Regions from separate parts of the Mus musculus genome. Here region 1 is linked to region 2. Evidence: chromatin contacts called from public HiChIP or PLAC-seq data. All regions are on one chromosome and are shown on one strand. Each heading gives the region's core, a stretch centred on a gene start, on an enhancer-like site or on the middle of the called end of the contact. The rest is flanking DNA. Distances are from core to core; before and after follow the strand shown.

Region 1 (5,802 bases), core at 127-2,626, 190 kb before region 2:
CTCTCTCTTTCTTTCTTTCTTCTGTTTTCTTTCTTTCTCTCTCTTTCTTCCTTTCTTTCCCTCCCTCCCTCCCTCCCTCCCTCCCTCCCTCCCTCCCTCCCTCCCTTCCTTCCTTCCTTTCTGGAGTCTTGTAAACTAGTATTGTATTCTTTTGTCTGACTTTGTTCAGGTTTAGTGTTTTTTGCACTCTATCTGGGTGGCGCAACCAACTCTTTGCTGTTTAGAAATGATCCATTGCACAGGCATACCACTACCTTTTCATCTGTCCACTTTTGCATGGACGCCTGAGGACATCCCAGATATTAGCTGTTATGAATATACTGAACGTGAACATCCATGCCCACATCATCATTCAGGTACTTTCATCTGAGTAAATGCTCCTTTTATTTTGTACTACTCTGCATTTAGGAAGGGTTTCTTAGTTTTTTTAGAGTGGGGGCAAAGAGGGGGAAGCATCCGACAATCTAGCTTGCTGACTGTCCACAGGGTAATGAAATTATGGCTTGGATTGAATGCAAACCCACTATCAGGATCTGTGATATCTGTTTCCAGCAACTCGGCTACTCCTCAGCCTTCCCGTTGGCTTCTCTTTAGGAGGTATGCATGGCAGTCATTTCTGCCAGGAGGAATAGTCACGGTATGCAGTGAATGCCCCTAAAACTTCTCTGAAGTAAACCATCACTCTCCAGGAGAAGATTTTATTGGAAAAGGAGCCAATTGCTGCCTCATTCAGGACTGGGACTTTGACGTGGTTGGAGTTTTCAGGCCCAGGCCAATTGTTTAACATCCCCAATTCCACAAAGAACATTAGAATTTTGACAGCAGAAAAAAGTAGAAAAGGCAGGTTGTAATTCAACTGAAAATATATTTTCCCTGGGTGACAGAGTATGGAGTTCTTCATTTTCTCACGTGAACAGATAGTTGTGACACTTAGCTTTGCACTCGGTGCTGTATAAATCAGCTCTTAAGAAGCAACAATACCCTTGCTATTGCTCATTTCTCTCTCTGAGCTCTGCTGAGATACACAGCTCTGCTCAGACAACCCTGCTGGGGCACTGCTGCAGGACTGACTCTGGGTGCCCAATGAGAACTCTCCCGTCACCTTCTACATGGTGGATGAGGTTGCAGGAGACACACCAGGTCATCTTGGGAGCCCAGCTTGGACCTGACAAAGGCTCTCTAAGTACTTACAAGAGACTACTGCTCCTCCGTCCTGGACAGGAAGCACAGAAGACGAAGTCAGCTGATGCCCTGTGCTTTTCAAGGAAAGGAAGAAAGGAGTTGAGTTCTTCTGCCAACCCGGAAGCAGCGTTTTGACTGAGCTCTTGATTCTGAGGGGGCACAGGAAGCGGATTTTAGATAAAGAAGAAACGTTTCTCCAGGCTTGCAGGCAGGAAATGGGTTTTGGTCCTGGGATTCCTCTTTTGAGCATGTGGGTGTCATGACTTCCTCTCTCTCTCTCTCTCTCTCTCTCTCTCTCTCTCTCTCTCTGTCTGTCTCTCTCTCTGTCTCTCTGTCTCTCTCTCAAGTTTTAACATTGAGAAAACAGATCTACTATTGCCCTGTTTTAGATTTGTTTTGGGGAGATTCCAATATAGGAATCAAAATTAGACTTGGTTTGTTGGGTCTTGGGAAGCATAGTCCTGACGCCACGGTTTCTGTTTACACAATGCAGAATGCTTTTTCCCAGGAGGAGATTGACACTGTCAGGCTGCCCAATTTACAGGTCAGGTCTCACCAGCTGCTAAAATAAACATTATGGTTTGACAGGCGTGGCATTTTTTTTTTTTTGGTTTAAATAATATTTCCATAAAGAAAGGGAAAAGGGATAGAGACCAAACCACCATACTTTATCAGTAGTATTATATAATTTTTTCTCTTTTTAATTTTATAAAAATCACTGGGTTATGTGCTTTTTCCAGCTTTTGATTTCTCTGTTTTGTAAAGGGCAAAATAATTCCACCTAATTATTATTATCATTACTATTTTATTTTGTTATTTGTCTATATGCGTGTGTATACAGTGTGGTGTGTGCATGCACAGAATGGCTGGCCATCAGAGGACAGTCTTGAATATGGGCGCGTAGGTATCTGAACTTTTCTTTGGGGAGGGTTTTTCATTGACCTAGAACTTCACCACATAGGCTAGGCTAGCTGGCCTGGAAACTTCCAGAGATCCTCTTGTTTCTGTCTTTCTTCTCACCATTTTTTTGGGGGGGGGTGTAGGTATGCACCAGCTTTTTCTTTTCTTTTCTTTTTTAATATTTTATTTTATTTTATTTTTATTAGGTGTTTTCTTCATTTACGTTTCCAGTGCTATCCCCAAAGTCCCCCATACCCTCCCCCACCCACTCCCCTACCCACCCACTCCCACTTCTTGGTCTGGGCATTCTCCTATACTGAGGCATATAAAGTTTGCATGACCAATGGGCCTCTTTCCACTGATGGCCGACTAGGCCATCTTCTGATATATATGCAGCTAGAGACACAAGCTCCGGGGGGTACTGGGTAGTTCATATTGTTGTTCCACCTATAGGGTTGCAGATCACTTTAGCTCCTTGGGTACTTTCTCTAGCTCCTCCCTTGGGGGCCCTGTGATCCATCCAATAGCTAACTGTGAGCATCCACTTATGTGTTTGCTAGGCCACGGCATATCCTCAAAAGAGACAGCTATATCAGGGTCCTTTCAGCAAAATCTTGCTAGTGTATGTAGTGGTGTCAGCGTTTGGAGGCTGATTATGGGATGGATCTCCGGATATGGCAGTCTCTAGATGGTCCATCTTTTCATCTCAGCTCCAAACTTTGTCTCTGTAACTCCTTCTATGGGTGTTTTGTCCACACTTTGGTCTTCGTTCTTTAGTTTCATGAGTTTCACAAATTGTATCTTATATCTTGGGTATTCTAAGTATCTGGGCTAATATCCACTTATCAGTGAGTACATATTGTGTGAGTTCTTTTGTGATTGGGTTACCTCACTCAGGATGATGCCCTCAAGGTCCATCCATTTGCCTAGGAATTTCATAAATTCATTCTTTTTAATAGCTGAGTAGTACTCCATTGTGTAAATGTACCATATTTTCTGTATCCATTCTTCTGTTGAGGGGCATCTGGGTTCTTTCCAGCTTCTGTCTATTATAAATAAGGCTGCTATGAACATAGTGGAGCATGTGTCTGTCTTACCAGTTGGAACATCTTCTGGATATATGCCCAGAAGAGGTATTGAGGGATCCTCCGGTAGTATTATGTCCAATTTTCTGAGGAACCACCAGACTGATTTCCAGAGTGGTTGTAGAAGCTTGCAATCCCACCAACAATGGAGGAGTGTTCCTCTTTCTCCACATCCTAGCCAGCACCTGCTGTCACCTGAGTTTTTGATCTTAGCCATTCTGACTGGTGTGAGGTGGAATCTCAGGGTTGTTTTGATTTGCATTTCCTTGATGATTAATGATGCTGAACATTTTTTCAGGTGTTTCTCAGCCATTCAGTATTCCTCAGGTGAGAATTCTTTATTAAGCTTTGCACCCCAATTTTAATGGGGTTATTTGATTTTTTGGAGTCTACCTTCTTGAGTTCTTTATATATATTGGATATTAGTCCCCTATCTGATTTAGGATAGGTAAAGATCCTTTCCCAATCTGTTGATGGTCTTTTTGTCTTATTGACAGTGTCTTTTGCCTAACAGAAGCTTTGCAATTTTATGAGGTCCCATTTGTTGATTCTTGATCTTACAGCATAAGCCATTGCTGTTCTATTCAGGAATTTTCCCCCTGTGCCCATATCTTCAATGCTTTTCCCCACTTTCTCCTCTATAAGTTTCACTGTCTCTGGTTTTATGTGGAGTTCCTTGATCCACTTAGATTTGACCTTAGTACAAGGAGATAGGAATGGATCAATTCTCATTCTTCTACATGTTAACCACCAGTTGTGCCAGCACCATTTGTTGAAAATGCTGTCTTTTTTCCACTGGATGATTTTAGCTCCCTTGTCAAAGATCAAGTGACCATAGGTGTGTGGGTTCATTTCTGGGTCTTCAGTTCTATTCCATTGGTCTACTTGTCTGTCACTATACCAGTACCATGCAGTTTTTATCACAATTGCTCTGTTGCACAGCTTTAGGTCAGGCATGGTGATTCCACCAGAGGTTCTTTTATCCTTGAGAAGAGTTTTTGCTATCCTAGGTTTTTTGTTATTCCAGATGAATCTGCCAATTGCCCTTTCTAATTCGTTGAAGAATTGAGTTAGAAATTTGATGGGGATTGCATTGAATATGTAGATTGCTTTTGGCAAGATAGCCATTTTTACTATATTGATCCTGCCAATCCATGAGCATGAGAGATATTTCCACCTTCGGAGATCTTCTTTAATTTCTTTCTTCAGAGACTTGAAGTTCTTATCATACAGATCTTTCACTTCCTTAGTTAGAGTCATGCCAAGGTATTTTATATTATTTGTGACTATTGAGAAGGGTGTTGTTTCCCTAATTTCCTTCTCAGACTGTTTATCCTTTATGTAGAGAAGGGCCATTGACTTGTTTGAATTAATTTTATATCCAGTTACTTCACTGAAGCTGTTTATCAGGTTTAGGAGTTCTCTGGTGGAATTTTTAGGGTCACTTATATATACTATCATATCATCTGCAAAAAGTGATATTTTGACTTCTTCCTTTCCAATTTGTATTCCCTTGATCTCTTTTGTTGTCGAATTGCTCTGTCTAGGACTTCAAGTACAATGTTGAATAGGTAGGGAGACAGTGGGTAGCCTTGTCTAGTCCCTGATTTTAGTGGGAATGCTTCCAGCTTCTCGCCATTTACTTTTATGTTGGCTACTGGACTGCTGTAGATTGCTTTTATCATGTTTAGGCATGGGCCTTGAATTCCTGATCTTTCCAAGACTTTTATCATGAATGGGTGTTGGATTTTGTCAAATGCTTTCTCAGCATCTAACGAGATGATCATGTGGTTTTTGTCTTTGAGTTTGTTTATATAGTGGATTACATTGATGGATTTCCATATATTAAACCATCCCTGCACCCCTGGAATGAAACCTACTTGGTCAGGATGGATGATTGTTTTGATGTGTTCTTGGATTCGGTTAGCGAGAATTTTATTGAGGATTTTTGCATCGATGTTCATCAGGGAAATTTGTCAGAAGTTCTCTATCTTTGTTGAGTCTTTCTGTGGTTTAGGTATCAGAGTAATTGAGGCTTCATAGAATGAATTGGGTAGAGTACCTTCTGTTTCTATTTTGTGGAATAGTTTGAGAAGAACTGGAATTAGATCTTCTTTGAAGCTCTGATAGAACTCTGCACTAAACCCATCTGGTCCTGGGCTTTTTTTGGTTCAGAGACTATTAATGACTGCTTCTTTTTCTTTAGGGGATATAGGACTGTTTAGATCATTAACCTGATCCTGATTTAACTTTAGTACCTGGTATCTGTCTAGAAATTTGTCCATTTAATCCAGGTTTTCCAGTTTTGTTGAGTATAGCCTTTTGTAGAAGGATCTGATGGTGTTTTGTATTTCTTCAGGATCTCTTGTTATGTCTCCCTTTTCATTCCTGATTTTGTTAATTAGTATGCTGTCCCTGTGCCCTCTAGTGAGTCTGGCTAAGGCTTTATCTATCTCGTTGATATTTTCAAAGAACCAGCTCCTCATTTGGTTGATTCTTTGAATAGTTCTTCTTGTTTCCACTTGATTGATTTCACCACTGTGTTTGATTATTTCCTGCCTTCTACTGCTCTTGGGTGAATTTGCTTCCTTTTGTTCTAAAGCTTTTAGGTGTGTTGTCAAGCTGCTTGTGTGTG
Region 2 (6,317 bases), core at 1,285-3,784:
GTCCAGATCAGCTTTGCCTGGTAAAGACATTTCCAAAGGAAATCAGCAGCTTCATTTCACTTGAGTGAAAAGTTCTATTTGCTCTAATTCTTTTTCAGGTACTGGGCATTGAACCCAGGATTACACATAAGCTAGGCGAGCACTCTACTACTGAGCTGCATCCCCAGCCCTGCTATAAAGTTCGGATACCTACCCATGTGGAGCAATTACAGTCATGAAATCCATCCGGCAAGGAGGAAAGGATCAGTGGCAAATGTGCAAATGCTGTTTAAGCTCCATGTTCAGTAAGTATGTTCAATAGGTTTGCTGAGCCATGGGAGAGCCTTTCCCACTCAAATCAGCTCTCTCTTCTGTGTCTAATTTTTAGCTTTGGTTCCTTTCACTATTTGGAATTCAGGAGACTGACTGTTTCGTTTTTCCACCTTTTTATATATAATTAAAATATAATTATATCACCTCTTCTTCCCTTTCTCCCCAGTCCGCCCTGTGTCACCCCTCTCAAATTAATTGTCTCTTTAATTGTTATTGTTATATGTATATACGAATGCACGTATAACAGCAACATGAGTCCATTTAGTGTTGCTTGTATGGTATGTTTTTCAGGCTGAGCGGTTGGTATCAGAAAACCAAGTAGGGGGCTCATTACTGGGAAAGACTAATTCTTCCTCTTTTAATAATTGTTAATTGCCTGTAACTCTTCATCTAAGAGTGGAGTCGCATGAGATTTTTGCCATTCATGCTGGCATGTCAACTGGTATTCAGGTCTGCCTTAAGTAACCCTATTGTTGAGATTTCGTGGGTGTGGCTGCCTTTGAAACAAATGAAGGTTAAATAGAGAAGTGTACAATGTCTAATTTGAAAGCACATCCCGTTAGTCACCAAATTTGCCACTTCTTTCTAGCACCATTAGAAATCCGATTAAGCCCAGAGGACATCATTTCCCTGTCCACACATTGTCCTGGGACTCTCACTCTATTTTATTTTATTCTTTTATTTTTGACACAGTGTTTCTCTGTTGTCCTGGAACTCACTATGTAGATCAGACTGGTCTTGAACTCACAGAGGTTTGCCTGCCTCTGTCCCCCTGCCCCAGAGTGCTGGGATTAAAATCCTGTGCCTCCACCACTCCCTAATTTGATCTCTTGGGAGGTGTCTAGTGGCTTTGCAGAAAGAAATCCTGTATATTGAATTTGTAGGGTTGAAATTAATACTAAAAAGGTTTTTTTTTTAAAAACCAGTTTAATGTTCTCCTCAAAAGATTAGTGAACAATTATTAAACTTACTGCTATTACGTTTTCTTTGAGGTAGGGTCTCATGTGGTCCATGCTGGTCTCAAACATCGTGAATTATATGTAGCTGAGAATGAACTTAAAATCTTGATTCTCCTGCATCCATACTTCAAGTGCTGGACTGACAGGTGTAAACCACCATTCCCTGACTCGTTAAGCTTTTGACTGTCCTAAATACTTGTGCCTAACATGAGCATTAACTTCTTAATTTTTGTATTTAACTAAATGCATGCTTTGTTAATTTGGTTATTAGTTTTCTGTATTGCAGTTTAATTTTATAAGTGTGTATGTGTCCTTTCCATTTTTAATATCTTCTTTCTTCTCTCTTTCTCCTTTTGATCTTTAGTTCTTTTGTTTGTATGTTTGAGTATGGTGTATGCGTGTGTAATATATAGATGCTCCTGTGTGTATGTGCATGGAGAGACCAGAGGTTGGGGAATTGGCCGTCTTCCTTGATTACTTTCTACCTTATTTCTTTGAGGCAGGGCTTCTCCTCGACACTGAAGCTCATGTTCTAGGATGGCAGCTTGCAGGGCTATGGTCCTCCGATCTCCCCTCCAGTGCTGAGGGTGAGGTGTGTGGGAGACCATGGGCTTATGGCTTATTCCATGGGTGCTGGGGCTTTAACTTGGGTTCTTATTGTTATACAGCAAACATTCTTAATCACAAAGCCACTGCTTAGATGCTGGTGCCTCTTAGTATAGCTTTTGAATTCTTGCCTGTGTCTAGCACAAAGCTGAGGATGTGGTAGCATCCAACGTATTTGTCAGTGGAATCTCAGATGAAAATATCTCATAGCCACACACTATGAAAAAGTTTCCAGGTCTCCAGATTGTGGCAGTAGTGATTCTTGCTGTGTCTTTTCATTTGAACAGCCCCATGTTGAATTGTCATTCCCTTTGATAGGGTGAGATTTTTAAAACGTGGCAATTTTTTACTTGAGCCACATTAATTTCTCACATGGAGAGCTGTCTGCATATAGAAGCTCAACAGTGTGCCTGGGTGCCAATAATGGAAGTGACCAAAACTTCTACCATAAATTGCCAAACGTCTCTCGGAGAAGGAGATCCAAAGTCACCCTACCGCAGGGGCACTATCAATCACAGTGGGAATCATGACAGTTATTGTGGGGACTCAGAATATGATGCTTAAAAGTGTGTCACTTTGGTTCACTGCCTGTCACGTACTCACTCAAGACTGCAAGGCCTAAGGAGCAGCTTCAGAAGCAGCCTGACTCCTCCCCTCCTATTTCCTGTCCTTTCCCCCCTGCAGCAAGCCATAGAAGCCAGAACTCTGCCTCTAAGTGAGTCACAGGAACTGGAATCCCTCTTCCCCAAAGCAAGTCGCAACCACCAGAAATGCTACTTGACCTTCCAGAACCTGGGTCTCTGGGTAGAGGTCAGCCATAAGGAAATTCTCTGATCCGCCTTTGTCTTGCAGTCACAGGTCACAGGACCGACATTGCAGAGGGATTTGGCCTTATACCCAGGAGGAAGGAATTCTCAACAGGGAGGCTAAGAAGAATCTGAACAGACAGGCCCTGCTGGCTTCTCCTCCTCAGCCATCCTTTAGATCTTTCTCTTTGTGTCTAGGGACATGTCTCTTGGGTTACCTATTCTTCACAGCTCCTTGGTAGAACAGTAGATTCATTTTATGGACTCTTTGAGTCTTTCTTTCAGAAGAAGCCTCTTGGTCATGTAACACTTGGATTAAATAGTTAAGGAACCAGCCTCCCTCCCTCCCTCCCTCCCTCCCTCCCTCCCTCCCTCCCTCCCTCCCTCCCTTCCTTCCTTCCTTCCTTCTTCCTTAATTTTCCTCCCTTCCTCCTTCCTTTCCTCCTTCTCCCTCCCTTTTTCTTTCCTTTCCTTCCTTTCTTTTCTTCTTTGTACCGGAGATTGACCATAAGGCATCATGCGAGCCAGGCAACCGGTCCACCATTGAGTTATAGCCTCAGACCAATTTTTATTTTTTATTTGGACTCAGAATTTTATTGAGTTGCCATCTTTAACTCACTCTGTAGCCAAGGATGCCCATGAACTAGTGATCCTCCTGACTCAGGGTCTTGACTACTGATTGCTATACCAGACCTGGCTGTGATGAATATCTCTTCCCTTTCCTTTCTTTTGCTATCTTTCCCTTCACCCCTTTCCTTCTCTTAAAAAAATATATCTTACTTTTTAAAAAAGTCAAAACCACATTTTATTTTAGGTATAGAGTACAGTTTACATATTAAAACAACACTATAATAGAATGACTTGATATAGTTTTAATTGCAAGGAAAAAGGTATAAATCTCAGGTTCTAAATTCCCTCCCACCAGAACAAAATCACAACAACAGAAACAAAACCACCCCCCCCCAACATTTTCTAAATGGGCCAGTGTAATAAATGTATTCAGCGAGTCATCATGTCTGGTTCCTATTGCGCTAATGATCAATGGAATTAAAAAGAAATCCAGCTTTCACAATCACAAGATTAACAGGTCAGATTCCCTTGGAATGCAAAAATGCTACTTTAATATGCAGACAGTTAAATTCACATATCTCCCGCCTTGAAGGTGGGGTGGGGGAGGGTGGGCAACAATGACAGGCCCAGAAACTAGGAGAAAACTTTATGTCCTCCTTCATGACTCTTTTGCCTGCAATCCCTCCTTCCTTGTTACCTAGTATTACCTTCCCTTGGTCTCGTTCCTAAATGCTCTACTTTACCCACATTTACATATGTGCAAGGATACTATAGGCTGGGATCCTCAGACAGGGAGAGCAGTCAGCTCATCTTGTTTTTGTTTTTTCCTGAGCTTGAGACATTCACTTAGTATTATATATTCCAGGTTCATCTGTTTTCCTGTGAATTTCACGATTTTAGCTTTCTTTATAGTTGAATAATATTCCACTGAATGTCGGAAAAGGGGAATTCTTGTTCACTGCTGGTGGGAGTGCAAGTTAATACTAGGCATTATGGGATTCAGCTTGGAGGTCCCTCAAAACACTAAAACTACCCTATGACCCAGTTCTGCCCCTCCTGGATGTTCACTCAAAGAACTCTACATCTTACCACAAAGATACATATGCATCCTTATGTGTTGCTGCTCTATTCACAATAGCAAGGAAGAGGAAGGAGCTCAGATGCCCATCAACAGAGAATAGACAATGAACATATGGTACAAATTCATAGGGGAGAATTATTCAGCTATAAAGAAAAATGAAATATCTTAGAAGAAAACTCTTGCTGCTATGTATGCAAGGCTAGTCCAGAACTCATGGTCCTGGTTCAGCCTCCCAATTGCAGGGATCCTAGGCATGTAGCACCATACCCACATAGTCAATTGTTATTGTCTCTTTTGTTCATCTCTCTTTAATTGTGGAGAGGAACCACAGCTTTTCATCCTTCCAATACCAAAATCCAGTGGCTCAACAATTTTTGACAGGTGTGTGTGTTCATGGAGTATTCCTCAAGGATTTGGGCTTTTAATATAGGGAAGAGACTCGGGTCTAGAAGCATCCAGTGTGCACCATCTCCCCTTCTTCAACTACATTTCAGAAAGGTCTTTCAGTTGACTTTGTAGAGATTACAGATATTTATGTTATTTAGAATGATACCTCCGGGCATTGTAGCGCACAGTCATAGGGTAGAAGACACACCATCTCCAGGGCTAGAATTGAGTCCCCCTTTCACTCTGTGGCTCATGATTAGCAACTGAGGCCTCAGTGCTCAAACCAAGACAAGCCTCTCCCGGGAGCTCTGACTCCTTTCCTCAAAGCTGAAATTGTGGTTTTGTTCTCGAACTTTTCTGCAGTACAGAGGCAGAGAATTGGTTCCCCGTGTTGTGAAAATATGAAAGACAATCCAACAAATCAAAAACTAAAGAATCACAACTGCTTGTTCATTTCTCTCTGTGTGACATATCCTACTTTTGTCTTTTATTCTTTCTGTCCATTAAATTCAATACTGCCGATGTAACGATGTAACGATGTAACTGTTTGACTCTTAAAGGGATGGAGCCCCCTCATTGACAGGACCCTGGAATAAACCCCTTTCCTGAGGCATGTGTAACCCAGCTACTGGGTTGGTGCTGGGTATGTAATTTGCACTTGAAATTCAGAAGAGACCTGCCAATCAATTCTTGAAGCTTGCCATTGACCCAGAGATGCTGTTATCTTAAAGCTTTATCTTCTAAGACAATGCTGACTAACGGCTTTTCTTTTTTTCCTGTTTGTCCTGAAAGTATAACAAATAAGCTTAATTCTCCAAAAAGTATTCAAAAATACCTTTTAGCTCAACACAATGCTAGTTATTTCAAGAGGCTAATAAAAGAGTTGTGCAAGTTTTTATACTTTTCATTCTGTATGTATGTATGTATGTATGTATGTACGTACGTACGTACGTATGTATTTGGGTTTTTTCATATATAAGAGCACCCAGTCACATTTAATCTTGGCTTGCACCAAGCCACATTAAGTTTGTTTGCATAGAACTGATAGATCTGCCATTAGCTCTTATGGTCCCCTTTTCATCTCTCCAGTAAGCCCTCCAATTTAAGTAAGAGATTAAGCACATCCTCACCAGGGAGATCCATAGATATCATCCACCTTTCCTGGATGTAACTTCTGAGATTTGACTCCAGGCTTAAGCTGTGTTTGTTGATGGAAAAGGGTGGCTTACCAGTTCTAACCATGCCTAACTGGTAAGAACTCAATGACCACTGATTGAGCGAATGAAAGGGCTCCAGGAGAAGATAATTTACAGAGATAGAATGTGCCTCGGTATACAAATTATTTAGGATAGCTTTGCTCAGCAGAGATGTTGGGGAACCTCTGTTCTCTAGAGATATGAGCAATCTAGAGATTTCTCTTTATATTACCCACAGGACGGATACCTGTGGAGTGTAGGCAGGATTTCCTCTGGTTGCCATCTAGCCTGTAGGACCACAGGTTGGAAGCCAGCTTTTTAATGACCCCATGGCCCCAAGTTCCTTATCCTCATCTCTCAACCCTACCTCATTTCTTGAGTGAATTTTGCATTTTAGAGA

Evidence for each region. HiChIP or PLAC-seq counts read pairs in DNA pulled down with a chosen protein or histone mark.
Region 1: a contact with region 2 is called in an H3K27ac HiChIP or PLAC-seq map of regulatory T cell precursor, with 2.7 times the contacts expected there. The contact joins two enhancer-like sites. A contact is called at or near these places in 1 of 484 Hi-C or Micro-C datasets (epidermal suprabasal cells) and 1 of 115 datasets of contacts at active chromatin or transcription factors (regulatory T cell precursor).

Annotation. Positions count from the first base shown.
Region 1 is chr2:9,677,330-9,683,131 of GRCm38.p6, reverse strand. No RefSeq gene overlaps it. Among named protein-coding and RNA genes, the nearest start is that of Gm13218, 87 kb to the right of the region's middle. Within about 2 kb of position 1,376, at least 47 of the 459 cell types and tissues checked have an H3K27ac peak or open chromatin away from gene starts, as enhancers often do. A contact at or near this core is called in regulatory T cell precursor, where this site is marked.
Region 2 is chr2:9,490,173-9,496,489 of GRCm38.p6, reverse strand. No RefSeq gene overlaps it. Among named protein-coding and RNA genes, the nearest start is that of Gm13218, 100 kb to the left of the region's middle. Within about 2 kb of position 2,534, at least 45 of the 459 cell types and tissues checked have an H3K27ac peak or open chromatin away from gene starts, as enhancers often do. A contact at or near this core is called in regulatory T cell precursor, where this site is marked.